Linked DNA regions of Sus scrofa: region 2 is linked to region 1. A link is a contact called in public HiChIP or PLAC-seq data. All regions are on one chromosome and are shown on one strand. The core of a region is the stretch at or near the end of the contact, and the rest is flanking DNA. Distances in the headings are between cores, read along the strand shown.

The links. HiChIP or PLAC-seq counts read pairs in DNA pulled down with a chosen protein or histone mark.
Region 2: an H3K27ac HiChIP or PLAC-seq map of alveolar macrophages shows a contact between it and region 1. The contact joins the promoter of MRPL1 here to the enhancer-like site in region 1. A contact is called at or near these places in 1 of 5 promoter capture datasets (liver), 5 of 47 Hi-C or Micro-C datasets (brain, liver, skeletal muscle and 1 more) and 2 of 2 datasets of contacts at active chromatin or transcription factors (alveolar macrophages and skeletal muscle).

What each region holds. Positions count from the first base shown.
Region 1 is chr8:73,120,684-73,125,326 of Sscrofa11.1, reverse strand. It overlaps LOC110262133 (a long non-coding RNA gene), which reads left to right. Exons shown (of 3, transcript XR_002346721.1): 3 at 1-576. Among named protein-coding and RNA genes, the nearest start is that of CXCL13, 52 kb to the right of the region's middle. Within about 2 kb of position 2,791, at least 2 of the 83 cell types and tissues checked have an H3K27ac peak or open chromatin away from gene starts, as enhancers often do. A contact at or near this core is called in alveolar macrophages and skeletal muscle, where this site is marked.
Region 2 is chr8:73,303,391-73,308,033 of Sscrofa11.1, reverse strand. It overlaps MRPL1 (39S ribosomal protein L1, mitochondrial), which reads right to left and starts at 2,590. Exons shown (of 10, transcript XM_021100620.1): 1 at 2,350-2,590. The region is part of intron 1 of CNOT6L (CCR4-NOT transcription complex subunit 6-like); the gene reads left to right.

The sequences.
Region 1 (4,643 bases), core at 1,542-4,041:
AGGTCTTGAGATAATTGGAGCCCCCGCCCCCCACCAACACTGTCATTGGAGCCTCATGAGAGACACTGAGCTAGAGGACCCAGCTGAGCTGCACCTGGACTCAGAACCTAGGAATTCACTACTTTGCTATTTGAATCCAGGAAGTTTGGGATACTTTGTTATTCACTGTTACATAAGCAGTGCATATCTTGGTGCTAGAAGTGGGATGCCTTTGTAACAAATGCTTAAAAATTTCAGAGCTGCTTTGGGACCAGCCAGTGGGAGGAGGCTGGAAAGATTTTGGGGAGCATGGTAAAGGAAGCTTAAGTTGCCTGAACAACCTGGCGGTAGAAATCTGGATGGTACTGGAAACTGGACGAAGGAGAATCCTTATTATGTACTGGCAGGAATCTTAGCAACACTGTGTCGTCCGCCCTTCAGTGGAAAGTAGAAGCAGGCTGAATGAACTTGGTGATCTAGCTGAGGAGATTTCCAAGAGTGTTGAAGGTGCTGCCTCCTTTCTTCTTGCTGCTTATAATAAAATGCAAGAGGAGGAGTTCCCATTGTGGCTCAGTGGTAACGAATCTGACAGGTATCCATGAGGTTGCAGATTTGATCCCTGGCCTGCTCAGTGGGTTTAGGATCCGGCGTTGCTGTGAGCTGCGGCCAAATCATAGACGTGGCTTGGATCCCGCGTTGCTGTAATGTGGTATAAACAGGTGCAGCTCCGATTTGACCCCTAGCCTGAGAACTTCCATATGCCACACATACGGCCCTAAAAAGCTAAATAAATAAATAAATAACATTTTAAAAATGAAATGGAAGAGAAGAGAACTTGAGAGAGGGATTGTTAAACCAAAGGAGCCAAAACTTGAAGGTTTTGAAAAATCTCTTTAGAGAACAAAAAATGCCAAAATTAAGAAATGACTTCTGGGTACTGTCAGGAAGCCAAGGGAGCAATGGTACATTTTGTTAAGACCTCAGAGATGTCGAAAGACCAGGTAATGGAGTTCCCTTCGTGGCTCAGTGGTTAATGAATCCGACTAGGAACCATGAGGTTGTGTGTTCGATCCCTGGGTTGTGGGTTCGATCCCTGGCCTTGCTCAGTGGGTTAAGGATCTGGCATTGCCGTGATCTGTGGTGTAGGTCACAGACGCAGCTCGGATCCTGCATTGCTGTGTCTCTGGTGTAGGCCGGCGGCTACAGCTCCGATTGGACCCCTAGCCTGGGAACCTCCATGTGCCCCCGGAGCGGCCCTAGAAAATGCAAAAAGACAAAAACAAATAAACAAAGAACAGGTTATTCAGTCCACAAAGGTCCCTTTCAAGAGATTAAGGACACAACTCTCACAAATAGGACCCATGGGGAACTTAGAACATGGTCTTTCATTCTCAGCAGGAGCCCAGGGTAGGGAACAGCTGATCTAGAAGAGCTTTATGGGTGTGGCGTTTGTCTAATGGTGGGAACCCCAACGAATTGCACAGAGGCCCCATCACCTTTTTGAGAAAACTGTATCACAGAAACTCTGCCAGCTGGGACTGAAAGGGACAGAGACAGGACAAAATAAGAAGCCACTGGACTTCCAAAACTCTTCTGGCAGGAAGCAAGCTGAGAACATTATTTGGCCACAAACAAGTGCTACCTTTCATGAAAAAGTAAGGATGACTCAGAGGCTGGAACAGCCTGGAGAGTAGAGCCACGAGCTGCGGAGAATTACTTCCAGGCCTCAGACACAGAAGGAGGAACTTGCAGCAGTCCCACCGCTTCTGGATTTCAGAACTGCAGTAGTCAGGGACTCCTCTGTGTATCCCTCTCCCTCCTTTCTGAGCAGGAGTCTCTCTAGTACTTGCAGGCCATTGTCCTTTGGGTGTGTTGGGGGCAGATAACTACCTCTTTGTTCTCACAGAGCTACAGGTGGACAGCTCCTTCTTTATTACAAGGAGCTGTATGTAAGGAGATACACCTGGAAATTCCCATTATGGCTCAGCACTAATCAGCCTGACTAGTATCCATGAGGATGCTGGCTCGATCCCTGGCCTTGCTTGATGAGTTAAGGATCCGGCCTTGCGTGAGCTGTGGTGTAGGTTGCAGATGAGGCTCAGATCTGACATTGCTGTGGCTGTGGTGTAAGCTGGCAGCTGCAGCTCTGATTCGACCCCTAGCCTGGGAACTTCTGTGTGCTGCAGGTGGGGCCCTAAAAAGCAAGAAAAAAAAAATGGAGATACACCCAAGGAGACTCATCCATACTGGGACCGTTTGTTTAGATGAGATTATGGATTTTGACACCCATAGTTATTGCCCAGCTGGCTGTCCTCTTTGGTAGTCTCATTTACTCAAGCACTTATCGAGCACCTACTGTTTACCTGTCACAGAGTTACATGTAGGGTATTCAAAGGTAAGTAATACATGGCTCCTAACTTTAATTCTGGTGGGAAAGACAGAGGAGAAGTAAGTATGACATAGTAATATACCCAGCATGCAGTGAGAGCGGAGTGGTAGCATCTAAATCAGGGAAGCCAAGAAGGGGTCCTGATGAGGAGATACCTGAGCCAGGTCCTGAAGGATGAGTAGATGTGATTTGGGTTGACTGAAATTACTAGTCATGTAGTTCAGAAATGGTTGGTTACTGGTAATTTAATATGGTCCAACTTGATAGGTAGGTAAGGAGCTTTTTTATTTTTTATTTATTTTATTATTTTTTTTTTAGGGCCACACTCAAGGCATATGGAAGGTCCTGGATCAGGGGTTGAATCCAAGCTGCGACTGTGACCTATGCCACAGTTAAGGCAATGCTGGATTCTCAACCCACTGCACAGGGCCTAGGATAGAACCCATGCCGCAGCAGAGACAGTGCTGGATCCTTAACTCTGTGCACCACAGTGGAAACTCCAGGTGAGGCGTATTCTAAACCGAGGACCTTCCAGTTGAAAATGATGAATTGGGTGCAAATAGGTTTAACAACTGGACATGTTTTCCCAGGACAAATTAGTCATTCCTGCTTTTGTCCACTGCATGTTACTGGCTTGGCGGCTCCAGAGCTTTCCTCCCCAGACTTGAGAGCGGACGCGAGTGAAATGGCCGTGAGAGCCAAGGGGGGCGAGTCAGGGTAAGCTTGTCCACCGGTATTACCGCCACTTTGATGGTGACAGGCAACAGCTGGGTGCTCTCTGTACACAGGCAGCACATTTGTCCTGGGGGGTGAACAGTTCCAAGGAAAAGGCGCTGTCACGGGGAAGGCGATGAATGTGCCATTCCTGGGAGTCCACCGTGTTATTAAACACCGCTGTTGTCAGCCAGCTGCCAACAATTCCATCCTTGCTGTGGCTGCAGAGACGCTGAAAGTGGGTGAAATGCTGATCACTGAGTTTCACCACTTACTTGGAATATGAATCACAAATGAATTTGCACTAATGATATTTTTAGAATGGCTTTGTATCATTTTCATTGAATATTTTGTGTGTTGACTCTTCACTCTGTTAACAGCCTGGTTTGCCTCAAGAAAAATGTAATGAGCATACTGGGGGTTTTTGCTTGCTTGCTTTTTTTTTTTTTTTTTTTTTTTACTGGAGCATTGTAAGATAAAGGAAAATGGATGCGTTCATTAAAAAAAGGTGAGCAAAAAATTCAGGGAGCAAGAGGACATATACACAACACAAGGGGATCATGGTAACAAAAATATTTGGAACCACTGACCAAGGGGGAAAAAAATGTAGCTGCCTTGGTTCTCTGCTGAGGAAGCATCCCCAGTGCTTTGGGGGCTGAGCCCATAGATTTCAAGTCTGAACAAGATCTTTCTTTTGCTCTTCCCACTCTTAAAAAAAAATTTCAACTTTACATGGCCAATGTGTTCCGTTCCAATGTTGTGATAGAAATTCCTGAAGAACATTTGATTTGGCTCAAGCATCTCCTGACCTGGAAATCGAGGGTCCTGATTCTGCCTGGCACAAGCCGCAGGCCTCAGGGGCCTGGTTCCTGGGGGTGGGGGTGGAGGTGGGGGTGGGAGGATGTCCAGCCAGTCCTGGGCCCCAGCAGACCAGCACCACCCCTCCCCCGGTTGTGGTGGGGCCCATTCTTCAACAGAACCTGAAATCTTCAACTACCACTAAAAAGGCATTTAAACATTTTTAAAAGGCAAAAACCCAAGAGCAAGGATGCTGAGAGGAAAAGGAAGCTATATAACTACTTGGCAAGTGGTAACAGACTTAGTGGCCCAGAGAAAGTGGAATCTTCTTTAAAAGTGAAGGAAACCCTGGGAGTTCCTGCTGTGGCACAGTGGGTTAAGAATCTGACTGCAGCAGCTCAGGTCACTTCAGAGGTGCAGTGATACCTGGCCAATGCAGTGGGTTAAGGATCCAGCTTTTTTTTTTTTTTTTTTTTTGCTTTTTTAGGGCCATACCTGCGGCATGTGGAGGGTCCCAGGTTAGGAGTCCAATTGGAGCTACAACCGCTGGCCTACATCACAGCCATAGCAATACGGGATCCGAGCCGTGTCTGAGACCTACACCACAGCTCATAGCAGCACTGGATCCCTGACCCACTGATCGAGGCCAGGGGTGGAACCTGCATCTTCATGGATCCGAGTTGGATTCGTTTCGGCTGTACCACAACAGGGACTCCAGATCCAGCTTTGCTACAGCTGTGGCATAGGTCACAGCCCTTGCTAC
Region 2 (4,643 bases), core at 1,341-3,840, 180 kb before region 1:
TATGTTAGTCACTGAGCCATAATGGGAACTCCTTCAATTGATCTTTTTATGATAAAATTCACTATTCTTAACTCTGGATATCACAATTACAACTTTTCAATGGATTGTTACACATATAGTACTTAAAATTTAAAGGCCAACAGTGAACATCGCCTATATAAACCTGAGGTTCAGGACCTGCAAAACCCATCATTTATTTATTTATAATTAAAAAAATTGAGGTATAATTACTGTACAATATGATATAATTTACAAGTGTGCAATATAGTAATTCACAGTTTTTAAAGGTTCTACTCCATTACAATTATTAAATATTGGCTATATTCCCTATATTGTACAATACATCGTTGTAGCTTATTTTTTTTTTTTTTTGTCTTTTTGTCTTTTTTTTTTTTGCTGTTGTTGTTGTTGTTGCTATTTCTTGGGCCGCTCCCGCGGCATATGGAGGTTTCCAGGCTAGGGGTTGAATCGGAGCTGTAGCCACCGGCCTAAGCCAGAGCCACAGCAACGCGGGATCAGAGCCACGTCTGCAACCTATACCACAGCTCACGGCAACGCCGGATCGTTAACCCACTGAGCAAGGGCAGGGACCGAACCCGCAACCTCATGGTTCCTAGTCGGATTCGTTAACCACTGCGCCACGACGGGAACTCCCTTGTAGCTTATTTTATACATAATAGTTTGCACCTCTTAATTCCTTACCCCTATATTGCTTCCCCCTTCCCCCACCCACTAGTATTTTCTACCTGTGAGTCTGCCTCAACTTTGGCAAACCGCCCCCCGCCTCCGCATTTATTAGTGCTTCTTTTACATCCACCAAGACTCTCCTCTCTTTCCCCATCCCAGTCCCAGTGAGTCTGAGAGTGGCAGGTATCACATGGCTCAAGTGAAATTGCCAGCGCCATCAGTTTAATCCTCCTGGACATTGTCGTGATTGTTAATTTTGTGTCAGTTTCATACTTTCATTTCTGGTTTGTTGTAGGAGAATTTCCTGTTTATGGGTCTGCTTCCCCTATGACCGTGAGCTACTGAAGAATAGAGACTACATATGCTTATCTTTGTGCCTCTGATGCAAAATACAATGTCTGGAACATAACACACCCTCCACAGATGTTCGTTTATTGTATAGGAATAGCTAGGGCTATATAGATATTTGAAGAAGTTTAAATCTGTGAGGATGTCCCATCATCCAATTTATATTTTTCAGGTATTTATCTTCGTCTTCTCTTCAGCATTTGGTAGTATTTCTCCTTGGGGCAAGTGTTTCTGTGCCAAGGAGAAATGCTGTGGCAAGATGCCGCTGAGGTAAGCAGAGCTTCTGTGCCTGCCAGCTTGCATCTCTTACAAGCGTCCTACCTTAATCAAACTATTTCTTTCCTATCCAAAAAAAAAAAAAAAAAAAAAGATGCCACTGAGGCAGGTTTACTTTTCTGAGCTCCTGAAGTGACTTGTTTGGCTTTGTTGCTTACAAAGTGAAAGGTAATTATCCATTATACCTCAGCCTAGAATCAAGATAGTTAGGAATGAGCGGGATTTCTTCTAGAATCAAGGCCATTTCCACACCTATTACAGAAGCTGATATGGGGGTGGTGTGGCTAAGGAGGGAAATGGAAACTTAACACAGGTGGAAAACAAAGTAACCTTCAGTCTTCTGTATCTTGAGGGGCTTCTTCACTCACTCACTCAACACTTCCTCGTGACAAAGATGAAAGAGATGCAATTGTTCTTCTGCAATGGGGGACTCTTAATAGTTGATCAGTTCCGGGTAAATGATGATCTGCATTTTCACCGCAATTTTTCTCTCCAAGAGGGGCTTTCCACATTCAATAAGAGGGTCTACGATTAACTGCAACCAACAACACGTGCTTAGGGTCCAAAAGAACACACTAAAAAATACTGAACACTGCTAACATACCCTTGACCAACACGGGTTAAGTACACAAGTCCAGAGTATGCAGTGGGAAAGAGACTGTGCACAACTGCAACAGCAGTATTCTGCCTCTAGAACTGGTATACTTTGTTTTTGGACTGCTGGTGGTAAAAGCTGAAGCTGGCCACAAAAACAAAATTAAACCCCATAAACTTAAAGTGTCAAGGCCACATTCACCAAGTAAACGTTAATATTTCTAGTTTACATTTTGACATTTTCATCCTGCAGCTGGCAAACAAACGTAATTCCATCGTGAGAGGGGAAAATTAGAAAATAAATAGGACGGGGTTATCGCAGAGCGTTACAGGTTCTTTTATTTCTCTCTCTCGATGCAACTTACAGATGTTACATGTTTAAAACAAAATCAAACCACTGAAGATGTTAGGAAACATTTCTTTCAATCGATTCCTTCACCTCACCTGGCGTCCCATTCGCCGCCCAGACTAGCGCTCGGCTCCGCTGTCAGGCCGCCTCCGGTGAGCGTGCAGTAAACAGCGCCGAGTCCACACACGAACACCGGGCGAAGCAGGTTCGCCAGTCTCTTCCCACCACCCGCCATGGTTCTGTGACTGCGGCTTTTTGATAACCTACCAGCCTCCCCAGCTCTGCTAGTCATTCGAGCCAAGAAAAGCAAGTAAGCCAGCAAGGGTAAAGGAGAAAATGGGCAAGAACCTTGGCAGCCCCGCGCGCACGCGCACCACGTCCCGACGCGGCGCCCCGGGGGCGTGGCCAAGGCGCGGCGCTGGAGCTCCGCCTCTTTCCCCTCACCCCACCCCTCCGCGCCGGGGAGTGACTGACTCTCGCCAGCCCCTCCACGTCAATCAACCCTCCTCCTTCTCGCACTCTCTGCACCTTGTTATTAATCTCAATACCGATATCGCGCGGACGCCTCTCCCCCGGGCCTCGGGGGTGTGAACGTGTGTGAGAGAGACCGGAGGCACCGAAGGCTGGCGTCTCGGTGTAGCAGCCTCGGCCCCGGCAGCAGCAGGCGCAGCAGCAAGCCCCGCAGCGGCGGCAGCCCCAGCGCCAGGAGGCCAAGGCCAAGGCCAGGCTCTGCGCGGCCCTTGGAGTAATAGCCGCGGCTCCGGCGGCTGCGGGGGCGCAGCTTCCTCCGCCAGCGGCCTTCTCGTCGGCGGCCGCGGCCGCGGTGCCTCTCCTGAGCGCCCAGCGTCACCGTCCCCGAAACCCGGCGGCGCGGCCCTCGGCCCCACTCCCTGCCCCCCATCCGTCTCCTTCTCGCTCTCTTCAGCCGCCCTTCTTGCCGCCGCCTCTGCCGTTCCTCAGGCGGCCCGGCCCGGCCTGCCCGCCCCGCGTCCCCTCCGGCCGGTGCCTTTCCCCCGGCGGGCTGCCTGCATGTCTTTGCTGCCCTCAGCCCCGCCGCCACCGCCGCCGCCGCCTCCCCCGCCGCCGCAGCACCAGCACCAGCCGCCCCGCCGCCGCCGCCGCCGCCGCCGCCCGGACCCCGGCGCGTTGAATGCAGGTGAGGAGGGGGCGCAGGCCCTCCGCGACCCCTGTCCGGGCGCCCCGCGCGCCCGCCCGCGAGAGCCCGCGGCTTCCCTTCGGGGCGGGCGGCAGCCAGGCCCGCCTGTGGGTGTTTGTGTTTGCGTCTGCGGCCGCGGCTCCGGAGGGGAAGCATCTGTGGGGGCCTGGTGCGCGCGCGCGCGTGTTTGTGTGTGTGTTTCCCCTGCCGCGGGGAAATGGCTGCTGTTGCTCCTGGGCCAGAGGAAGAGAATGAGGTAGAGTGTTTTTGTAGCTCCGCGTAGGATCGAGAGTGTTGGGAAGAGGAGCGCGTCCCTGGGGAAATGAGGTGGGAGAGGGACAAATGTGCGTGGGGGAGCGTGCGAGTTGGGACTTTGGCGGGCGGAGAGGCGGCCTGAGGACCCACAGTGAGTGGGTGTGTGGCGGGTGCGCTGCTGGCCCGCGTCTCTGTAGGAGGCGGAGAAGGTTCCGGGCTGTGTGTGTGTGTGTGTGTGTGTGTGTGTGTGTGTTGGGGGGTGGTCCGCGCCTGGGGCCCGGGACTCTGGGGGTAGGCGGGTTCGGTATGTTCCGGACCCCCGAGTGGCGTGTCCCTCCCCCTTTGTGGCCGGGGCTCGGGAGCCTCGCAGGTGAGAGCCGCTCCGCGGGGGCCGAAGAGGGTGAGTGTGTGTGTGTGTGTGTGTGTGTGTGTGTGCCGAAGAGGGTGAGTGTGTGTGTGTGTGTGTGTGTGTGTGTGTGTGGTTCACGCACAGCATCTGGGCCCAGAGAGCTTCGGGTCCGGGCCTCGCCGCCGTTCCCGGGGCCGCGGCAGGAAGCGCGCCGGCCTGCAGCGCGGCCTAACCGCCTCTGCGCCCGCCCGCCCGTCGGCCTGCCTCCCGCCGGCCTTCCCGGATGCCTCCCGGGGCGCTGGGCCCGCCCGGGCCCAGGGCGCTGCCTCGGGCCTGGGCAGGTGAGGGTCGGTGCGGGACGCGCCGATCGCGGTGGCCGCGGCTGCCTCCGCGACTCCGGAGGACAGGAAAAGGCATATTTTGGCGTTCCAACTGCAAGCTCCCCCTGGCTGGCGGTGGGACCCGGGGGAAAGTGAATCAAAGCATTACATCTCGAGGAGACGCGGTGTCGAGATCCCTTCTTTCCATCCTTTCCTTAAGGCTGTGTGGAGGGACTAAGTACATATTTTCATTTTTTTGTCGTTGTTGCAGATACTTTCTCGTTGATAATATTTATGCAGTTTTTTAAG